2 separate regions of the Drosophila melanogaster genome follow, and region 1 is linked to region 2. A link is a contact called in public Hi-C data. All regions are on one chromosome and are shown on one strand. The core of a region is the stretch at or near the end of the contact, and the rest is flanking DNA. Distances in the headings are between cores, read along the strand shown.

Region 1 (4,854 bases), core at 34-2,533, 190 kb after region 2:
AGCCTCACATCCTCACACCCCCGTGTCAACCATGCGATTTCCTTCGTTGTTGGCCTATTACCTCCGTTGAGCAGGCTAAATGCTCTTACAGACACATTCTATGGCCATAATGCGATTTACGCACTATGGGATTAAACGGGATAAATGGTGAAAAAAAAAAGCTAAATGCAAAATGGTCTAGTCAAGTAGGGATATAATGTAGAAAATAAATCTACATGTGGCGAGACGAGAGAATACTAAAAAGAATATGTAAGTAACTTGTTCGCTCCAAATAATATAGAAAATATGATACAAAGGGTTTATTATTGTAGAATTTAAAGTTATAAAAGACCGCTTTGAAAAACTTTAAAAATTTTGAATGATTGTTAAATAAATAATTAATTTTAGACCCTTTCATGCATATTTCTTAACATTTTTTTTATTTATTTATTCATTCCCGTTTGGGGAATGGATGCTTTAAGAGATGGATTCTCTACTTGGCAAACGGCTTCTTGGTGACCACATTGGCTGCTTTCTTCTCCGCTTCACGCCTAGCAGCGGTTTCTTCGCGCTGCTTCCGGATCAGAGCCAGCCTGGCCAAGTCGGCCCTAGCCTCGGTGGTTTTCCCAGCTACATGGAGTTTCTCGTAACGCTTGCGAGCACTCTGATCTTGATCGCGGCGGGATAGCCCCGCCTTGGTCTGATCAAGCATAATGGCTGAAATCTTTTGTGGCCCCTTCTTGGACACCCGGTTGGGATTATCGATTTCAATGAGTGAAGCCACGCCCTTTCTGGCAACACGAGATTCCGTTTCGCAATCCTCGGAAGAACTGTCCACCTCATCTGACGACGATTTCTGATTGCGAGTCGCTTTTTTCAAGGTGCGATCCTTTGCTATGGAGGAGGATGAATTGGCTCCTCCCCTGGTTGCTACTTTCTCATCGCTATCTGAACCAGAGCCGCTGACTTGGTCGTAATCGTCCTCTGACTCCTGCCGCAGTTCCTCGGGGGATGTGAACTGGCGAGTGCGACCCTTGTAGCTAAGGAACTTTCCTCGTGGCATGATGATCCTATCGGTTTTCTATGTACCTGGATTATCATAAGTTTGTATGTCCTGCTGCTTTTTGCACAAGGCAAAGATAAACTTACGGTTTGTTTATGCCTTTTAGATAAACTTTTTAATATCACGTTGCTTAAACAACTATTAGCACAACTGCAAAGAGCCGTAGAAAATCTGATAGAAATGTGATAATTTCTGCGTGAAAACAAAATTTCAATAGCTGCTCAAACACACTTTGTTGTCTTCTCTTTAGAAATGTTTTGAATTAAAAGTCATGTGTTGCTTTTCTATATTTTAACACTTAAACAGAAATGCAAATGCAGTGCAACACATCAAGCTGAATAGTTAAAAATAGATAAATCGTGTGTGCGTCAATATCGATTGGCTATTTTATTTTAAGCCTTTTAATAGACCTCATCCACTGCCCAAATCAAGCCAGTAATTAAAAATTACTGATTACGGATTTGGTCGCCGCAGATGCCATCGATTTTCACGCCATCAACGGCAATAGCGTGAAAATGCGCAAAAATGCTGTTGCAGTCAATAAGGTGGAACTTTGTAATCCTGCCCACACCAGCAACATTCTGTTGCAACGACAACAGCAGGAGCAGAAGCTTCCATTGCTGCAACAAAAGTGAAAACGATGATGGCTTTGGTGCCACTTCAAATGGAAACGTTTCCACACATCATCCGACTGCTCGACAACCAGCTCGTCTGGTTCTAAGAATTCGCCGACTGTTGCAGGCCTTTTGTTGTTTGCCGAATGCAATGCCATTTCCGCGTGCGCCCCCTGGCCACGCCTCCTGGTACACATGTCATACACGAGGGCGGCAACATCAGTGTACTCATACCCTGTAATCGGTTTTTGACAAGGTGTTTCACTCGTTTTTGCTTTAAAAGAGTGTGCATTTCTTAAAATAATAAAGAAATCTTTAGTTATTTTTATGAAAAATCATAAAATCCTAAATAAAATACCATTGTTTGTATTTTTACCATAAGCACCTTATGTTGTTCTCTTTATTATGGCCCAGATAGTTACTGTTTTATATAAATTATGTCATTGGGCTTTTGGCATCTACCAGGTACCTAGATATCCGTTTCTTTTCGTCTGTGGCCCCGTCACCCATTTTTTTGTTTGCCGCGCTAGCCCGGAAATGTGCATAAAGTGGAAGTGTATTGCGCATTGGCGTGAGGAGAGCCATTGATGATGGGCCGGTACCCCCTTCCCCCCCCCCCCCACCACAGTGAACACGTTTATGTTCATATACCCCATTTGGGCTGGGACCCACTCCGCTCGGAATCTTCTGGGCATGCCGAGGGCGCCACAAATGCCAGACGAGACGCTGGCGAGGCTGATGAGTTGCCAGGCAGTGCATCGCCATCGCCATAGCTCTTGGCTATTAACTAGCTCAAATATTTGCTCAGGCAGCCGCGATGCACTAGACGCTAAAAACGTCTAACATGGCCAACACAAAGCAAACAACGCTCGGATTTTAAAAGAAGGCAAAAATGAGCGATAACGTGGATGGAAAAATGTCCTTTGGTAGCTAGAGTATGGCAACAACAAGCTGTGCTGCTTCAAAGGAACAACACTTTTGTGTTTGCGGAACACAAGCAGAAACCACTTAGAACCCGCAAAAGTGTTTATGGCACTCTTTAAAGTCGAACTTAAATTGGCTAGCTGCTAAATTTGCTTTTATCTAAGACAGTATAACACAACCAGTTTTATGTCTAGCTATAAAAATCAACCAATAAGATATATGGACTAGTTATTGCTATACACGTTACTCGTGTACTAGTTTATTGTTTTAAATAATACAGCACAGAATATAAGCTGTTAGTATTATACGTATTCAGGTTTCCATTAAATACGAAATTGCATTTAATTTTGTGCCTCAATAAAGTACAGTAAAATAATAGCCTTAAAATGGCTTATTTTGCTCTGCCTAATAAAACATCAAGAAACTCTTTCGAAAAGCTTAAGTTGAAAGTATAGCAACGCCCTGGCGTTCTTTATGAAGGGACTGTCGACAAAACAAATTTAGCCATAACTCCTAATGCCCCCCATGACCTAGGCGAAATTACATTGAAATATATGAAGACTTTCTCCTTTGGCAACGGAAACCCCAGCCCCCGGGGAGACCTTTGTGCGCTGATTGTAAAACCCTTTTTAATTAACTCGCACAAACTCGCGAACAAAACGCGTTCGCGAGTCACAAAGTAACACAAAAGCCCCAGCCAAAAACGCGTTTGCAAGCCATTTTTATTTGGCGCTACCAGAGGCTGAAAGAGACCAGGCCCAAACAGATATTTCCCTCGGCCATCGTCTCGCCTTCCCTTTGCCAAACATTTCTGAGTTTGTTTTTTCGCTCCCGCTCCGCCAGGACCTCGCATCCACATCCTTATCCAGCGCCCCTCAGCTTTACAAATTGTATTTCAACGGTTTCGCGCTTCATTAAAATTGCTGTTAAAATAACACACGCATAAGCGACGGGTGAAGGGAAGCGGAAGTCCTGGCACAAGGACGCATAGAAAAAGCTAGAGATACTCGCATGTGTGCACAGAGAGAAATATTAAGTGCCTGGTAAATGTGGCAACTAAATTTGAGTTAACAAAATAAATTGTGTTTCTTGTCACACAAAAATTAAATCACAATAAATTCATATCACTCTGTAATAATTAAGTGTCATCTTAAAATCCATATATTTTTGATAATAAAATATTTTATTTTTGACTCCCATTTAATGACTTTTTTCTTTCTCTGTATGACTGCGTGTTTCTAAGCGTGTGCCAGCTGACAAGGCTTACAATATGATTTTGTGGTTCTGTTCATTTTTTGAGCTCGGTCTTGCTTGCTGTCTCGTTGTTTTGTGCTTGGTTAAAAAAATGGTTCCCCGCATATAAACACACCATTCAACGCACTCGAGTACGCACACACGCACACTCAAACATACACATTCGAATGCACGAGCGACGGAGTTAACCCATGAGTTGAGTTGCCCTTTGTTAGTTCTTGAATTGACCCACTGAATTCAGTCTCAGTTTATATAGTTTATTTAACTTCAAAACAACTTTCACAACTTTAGGATGGCTGCATCTCTTAAAGAAACTTAGGCAAATTATATGAGTTTAGTTGAAGTGAGCTTTTGAAATATTGATGAAAGTATCACAGTTTAAATGGTTAGAAACTGAATGAGCACGTTTGTTTGATATCGTCTACGTTCCAATTGTAAATTATTACAAATCAATAACTTTTGAGATGTTGAAATTCAAAAATGGGGTGTTTTGTGAATAAAATTTTATGATCTTAGATTTTTTGATCATAAAATTCTCCTAAATTAAGTAGTTTGAATACCTTAGCTTAAGATATAGGTAAAACTCAAAACATTCTGAAATACATATATCTGGATACTCTGGATGAAAACTTTTCTGATGCGCCTGACACTCGAAAGATACCCGCCAGCTAAAGTGTCACTAAATCTCACACCTCGACACCCAAAAGGGTTAAAGTGGCGGTTTTTGTTTTTAATTTTTAGTTTTTGTTTAGACCGTAGGCGGTATTCGTTTCGTTCTCAGTGTTTATTTATTTTATGGCCCTTCGCTGAAGTTTCAAAAAAAAAAAAAAGAAAACAACAAAAAACAAGCGAAAAAGAAACCAAAAATGTTTTCCAATTTCGTGGACGCTGGCAGTCAGCAGGAGACCACGATGAACGCCTGGCTTAGTGACAACAACAAACCAATGGGGGTATGGGGGTATGGGGGTTAATGGGGGCGGCAGATGATTGGGGGCGGAAGGCGGAAATTTCGGGTCTGGC
Region 2 (5,377 bases), core at 347-2,846:
CCAAAGGATTTTCGAGGGCTCACCTTCGACCCAATAACAATGCCAGGCACCAGGCACCAAAGCCGCCTACCACCAATCGACCATCGACCATCGACCATCCATATTCCAGTCTCATTGTCAACTTTATTTTTCATTTGGCCGCATTGGCAGCGTCTTGTTTATGATAATTTTTTATGGCTTATTGTATTTGATTACACGTGCAGGTGTAGGGCGAACAACAATAACAAAATCAGCCAGTGGCGACAACACCAATGTCGGTACTTAAGTATATTGGTCTATGGCTATTTGTGGGTTTCTTATTGTTCGGGTGCCTCTTCCACGAGGTTTCCATTTCTTTAGAATTGTTTTCACCCAACGCATTGCTAATTCAATTTGGTTTTCTTCTCATTGCAGGTATGTATCGAATGAATTCGAAGAAAGTAAATGTTATCGTGATTAGTGTAAGTGTACCTTAGTTGGAAGATCAATGTTCCATAATGAAGCTGCGGAGGTAAAACTCTTAAATAATAATATTGTTTTAGTTTTTAGTGTCGACTTATACTGGCTTGAAAATATTAGCTTTTCTCTTCAGCTCCAGCGAGGAAGCCTTAAATCTTTTTTTTGAAGTTTGTGCAACATTTCCTTGGCTAACTTTTTGGCCGCAGGCGAGGAACAAGTTCCGCCAACATCTGTTGGCAAAGCCGGCCAAAAGTTGTTACCAACTTTCAACTGGCCAATTGCTCTTTGCCGGGCTGCGGTTGCTGTTTATCACAACTATAAATCTAAAATGGCATTTCCGTTTTTCATTAAGTATTGGCTCAACAAGAACTCATTTCATTCGAATCGCCCCCGTTCTTTGCCAGTTATCGGGGCTTATTAAAAAAGTTGCTCCAACCAATGCAATATGGGAGGAGCACTAAGATGGATATTGGATTGGATTGGATTGGATATTGGCTCGAACAAAATGACGTTATTTGTATTTGGTATTTGCTTTGGATTTATAACGCTCGCGAAACTCTGAAAGAAACTTTGCAGCAAGTCAGTAGAATCGTTTCTAAAGGGCCTTAATGCATGCTCTTAAAAGTGGCATGTTTACAAAATTATATACATTTTTTAAACTTCTTCCAAATAATATAATAATATTGTAACATGTAATATCCCCATTGAACTTAGACAAAACAATGCTTTTTGCTAAAGTATCTTGGGAATGCTTATGTTTAGATTATTGTTTATTGGACAACGTTTAATATTTCCTTTAATTACATGTAAGTCTAGGCAAATGAGTTTACTTAGAGTTTTATTGATGAATTTGTGTCCGGAATGGTGTTATACCCCTTATGAGAAGAGAAGCCCCAAAGAGGACTACGCACGCATGCGAGTCCCCCGTAATCCCCACTTCCCCATTACTTCATTCCACACTCTCTTACCCACACACACACTCATACTGGCTCCATTCCAGAAGTCCACGCTTACGTTTGTCTTATTTTTTCGCTTCTGTTGGCTTGCATCGCGTTCTATTCCGTCGTTCCGCGAGAACAGTTCTGCGTTCTGTGGGCAAAAACACAAAACTGCGACGCAATTCTGACGCTGAACTGTACAGTGGAGGACATTGACATTTTGCATTTTCGTTTCGTTAGCGTTTTTCGTTCGTTTCTCTGAGCGAACCGGTGAGAGAGGGGAACGGTTGGGAATAGCCAGAACACGTTGCCTTCTGACAGTTTTTATTTTCGTTTTTTCCTCTCATATTTTTATTTCCTTCCAGCCATAGAACAACTCATTAAAGTTGTGATAATGCGCGGGTTTCATGTTCTCACTTTTGAGAAATCTCGACACTTTTATGGAGCATTTTGTGGTGTACACGCCGTAGTGGGCAAGCTGCTAAAAACCTAATCCTTGTTTATTTCAGACTCATTCCCTCGATCTTTTTATGCGAAATTAATGGCATTCCTGTTTGGATCCCAAGATCTGCGGGAATCCCTGATGTTTTCCAGTCGCAAGAACTAATATATTCTACATCAAATATAATAAAACTTAAAAAGATATTTGATCTCTTCCCCGAAAACAGCTGTGTCCTATAAATTTCGCTTCGCCCACAACAAATTTGCATTAATCGATTTGTTTCCGTACTTCGTTTTTATTGTAATCAAAATAAACATCAATTCCCTAATGTGAATGTGTGAATAAATAATACCCATTTGCGTGCCTCTCAATTCGAATTTCGCATCTGAAAAATTCAGCAAACTATTTTCGCTCAATTGCTGAAAGCTCTCATTCTCATCTCTACACTCGTCAGTTTTGTGTGTTAATTAAAAATGCGATCTCTCGGGTGTTCATAAATCTTGTGGCTTTCATTAAAAAGTCTTTTACTTGATTTGATTGACCCATTGAGAGATTTATGAATGGGTACGAAATTGTGTTTGTAGAACATTTAATTAGTTCCTCGCTCTACTCACGTCATAATCGTGTGGTAACCTTATTTTGAGTGTACTTTAGTTTCCACGATGGGTTATGATTGGGTTTACTTGTCGTTTTTCATGTTGATAAGCCCATTGGCGGGGAACAAATACACATCTAATGGTTGTGGTTACATGAACATATTCGTATCTCAACCAGTGTGAAGTTCTTAGAAAAGAAACACATACATATTCATGTATTTATAGGCGAATTTCACATTTTTAGACCTACCAAACGATCTTTAGCTTAACTATAGCTCTAACCATTTCTTGTATTATCATTAGCAAAATAAAATATTTCATATTCTGGTAATTTGTGCTATCTCGACATAGTAACGTGCAAATAATGGACTTAAAACATCAAAATATTTCAAAGAAAAACTTATAAAATGGAATGCAAGTTTTTAAAATACTAGGAATAGTAAATTGAAAACTGTGAAAATGAAAAAAAAATATTTTAAGAAAATTGCCATGCAAATGGTATAAAAAGAAAGCAGTAGAAACATAAGTAATTAAAAGAAATTAAGAGGGTGAAAATGAGATAGATGGTTAGATGGAGCGGTAAGGGGCAGGGAATCCCACATGGAATTGAGACCCTATCCCAACCGGCGTTTTCTTTCTGCTTTTGACTTAGCTAGTACTGTTGTTGCTTTCTTTTGGCGTCATCATGAATGAGGCGAGATGACAATGAAACACACTGTGAAAGCTGCACGGCGACAAGGCGACACAGCCACAGCAGCTGTTTGGGTTCCCAAAGAAAAGCTTTCTCCGCGCAAAGAAATGCTGGCTTTGCAAAGGCAAAATGACGCAAGCGACAAAGCCACAAGAGCGGGACAGAGAGCGAGAGAGCAGGCGAGTTGCTAATTGGAGCAAAACAAACACAAACAAAATGGCAATGGGAATGTTCCAATATCCCGTTTCCATTTCGTTCCCACTTTGTTGACGTAGTTTCTGTCTCTGTGTGGAGCTTCTCTTCTTTTTTTGCACCATGGTTGTTGTTGTTAGGTAGGTCGTTGCTGTGGTATTGTGAAGGTGCGAGTGAGAAGGAGAGAGCATGGAGGTTGTCTCCACTGTTTTCAATTTATTATATTTTATGTTGGTCCTTACACAACTGTAACTGTAATGCGCCAGGATTTTATGCTGCTCTTTTAGGACTTACACGACCCCCTCTCTGTGTTCCTTTCTTTTTGCATAGTTTTTTAATTCTCTTTCGCCATCACTCTCTCTTCGTTCTTATCATTGCATTGATCTCGCTACATTTTGAAATGAATTTCAATGTTTGTCTGCGACTTTTGCCGCTCTCTCGCAATCTTTTTCTTTCCCGCCTTTCTTTTTTTTGCCGTCTTGTTGTGGTGCTATTACGTCACGTGGGTGTTGCTTCTGTGTGTGTGAGTGCGTTGCATTGTTGTGACTGTTCAGAATTTTTTGGATGCGTTTTTTATCTGCTTAGGTATAAATAGGCTCCACCGAATACACATAGCTTTTCGAAAGATATCGTAAATAAAATTGTAAAAACTTTTTAAATTAAATACATTTTAAGTCCCTAGTTTCAGTACAATAAATAAACGTCCTTACTTTCAACAGCTAAAAGCTTCCTTCGTTTCACTTAAATATTAAATTATAGTGCCCTCTAGGAGAATAAATCGCATTTAAGTCACCTTCGGCTTTTCTCATGCTAGCAACAAAATAAAATCCGATAGAAAGAAATAGAAAACTTGGCCAAAGCTTTGAAGTTTAACTTTATCGACAGGAAACTTCATTATAAACGACATTGGCACACACACCACAGCCCCCGACTAACGGCAATTGCAGTGGGGCAAAGCGGCAACAACAATGGCAAAAAAGCGCCAACAACATGGGCAACTTCAACTTGACTTGGGGCTGGCTGTGTGGTAATAGGCCGACTGCATTGTTGCCAGGGGCAGGTCGGCACCTACCTAGAAAACAGGCACTGAAAGAGATGGATAACGATTGAAAGAGAAAAAGAAAGAGCTACACGGACAGAAAATAAGTTTATTTTTATATATTTAATTTATTCAGACGACCTAAAATGAATAATTTGATCAAGATAATCAATTTAAGTCCCTCTATAGAAATTATCAAAAGTTACAGTACCATATTATAAGTTCATTTCAATTTTATCTGTATGTAATCCATAACTATGAAGGAAGAATTGATATCTGTTACTTCAATCTATAACAATCAAAAATAAAGGAATTTATTGTGATAAATTAAGGCTACTTTTTAACAATCTATCAGGTTTTTATTGCCGTGTAGCTGGAGAAAATAACTGTGTGAAAAAATTATGGTCTATGGGCGCGAAGTCGTTTGGTTGCCGCTAGTTGGAGATACACCAACGATTGGCTGGGTGGGAGGGGCGGTGGATGTCTAACATTGCAACGTGACCATCGCGCATTGCCTTTGCACTTGTAACATGTTGTTGGAGTCGCGTTTTTTTCGTTAGCCCGGTTTTTGTTGGCTTTGTTGTAGCTGTAAACTTGTTCGCGTTGCATGCCAATGAGGCGCATTCGACGTCAGGCGGATTTGGTAACACAGAAACTGGATTAGAGGCAACAACCAATCAACCAAATGAGTGAAAAAAAAAACAACTTGGAACCCAAAACTAGACACTAAGCCATGAAAATTGTGGGAAACTAAGTATTTACTTTATGATTCAATAATTATACCTCTTAAATAAACTGGTTTTGGCAACGTAAAAAAATTTGGTTTCACACAAATTGTAATTTGTGTACGCTACTTTTGAAACGAAGAAAAAATTGTTCATTAAGTATATCTTTTTTCTATTTACTAATAAAATAAATAAAAACCTTAAAAAAAAAATTTGTGTGCTAAAACCCAAATATTTACTTATTATTATGGTTATGTAATTTGCTCAGCACCTGCCCACTGTGCGCACGTCATCGGTTTGCAATGCCTTGTTGTTG

What was found. Hi-C and Micro-C count contacts between places; a contact is called where the count stands out from the background.
Region 1: a contact with region 2 is called in a Hi-C map of the Kc167 cell line, with 10 times the contacts expected there. A contact is called at or near these places in 6 of 107 Hi-C or Micro-C datasets (the Kc167 cell line, cellular blastoderm embryo, embryo and 1 more).

Annotation. Positions count from the first base shown.
Region 1 is chr2L:9,396,705-9,401,558 of dm6, forward strand. It overlaps CG4438, which reads right to left and starts at 1,284. Exons shown (of 2, transcript NM_001201824.2): 1 at 1,129-1,284; 2 at 295-1,060. The coding sequence starts at 1,042. The coding sequence ends at 473. All of the region lies in intron 2 of Shawl (Shaw-like), which reads right to left.
Region 2 is chr2L:9,202,050-9,207,426 of dm6, forward strand. All of the region lies in intron 2 of tai (taiman), which reads left to right. Among named protein-coding and RNA genes, the nearest start is that of tRNA:Thr-AGT-1-1, 32 kb to the right of the region's middle.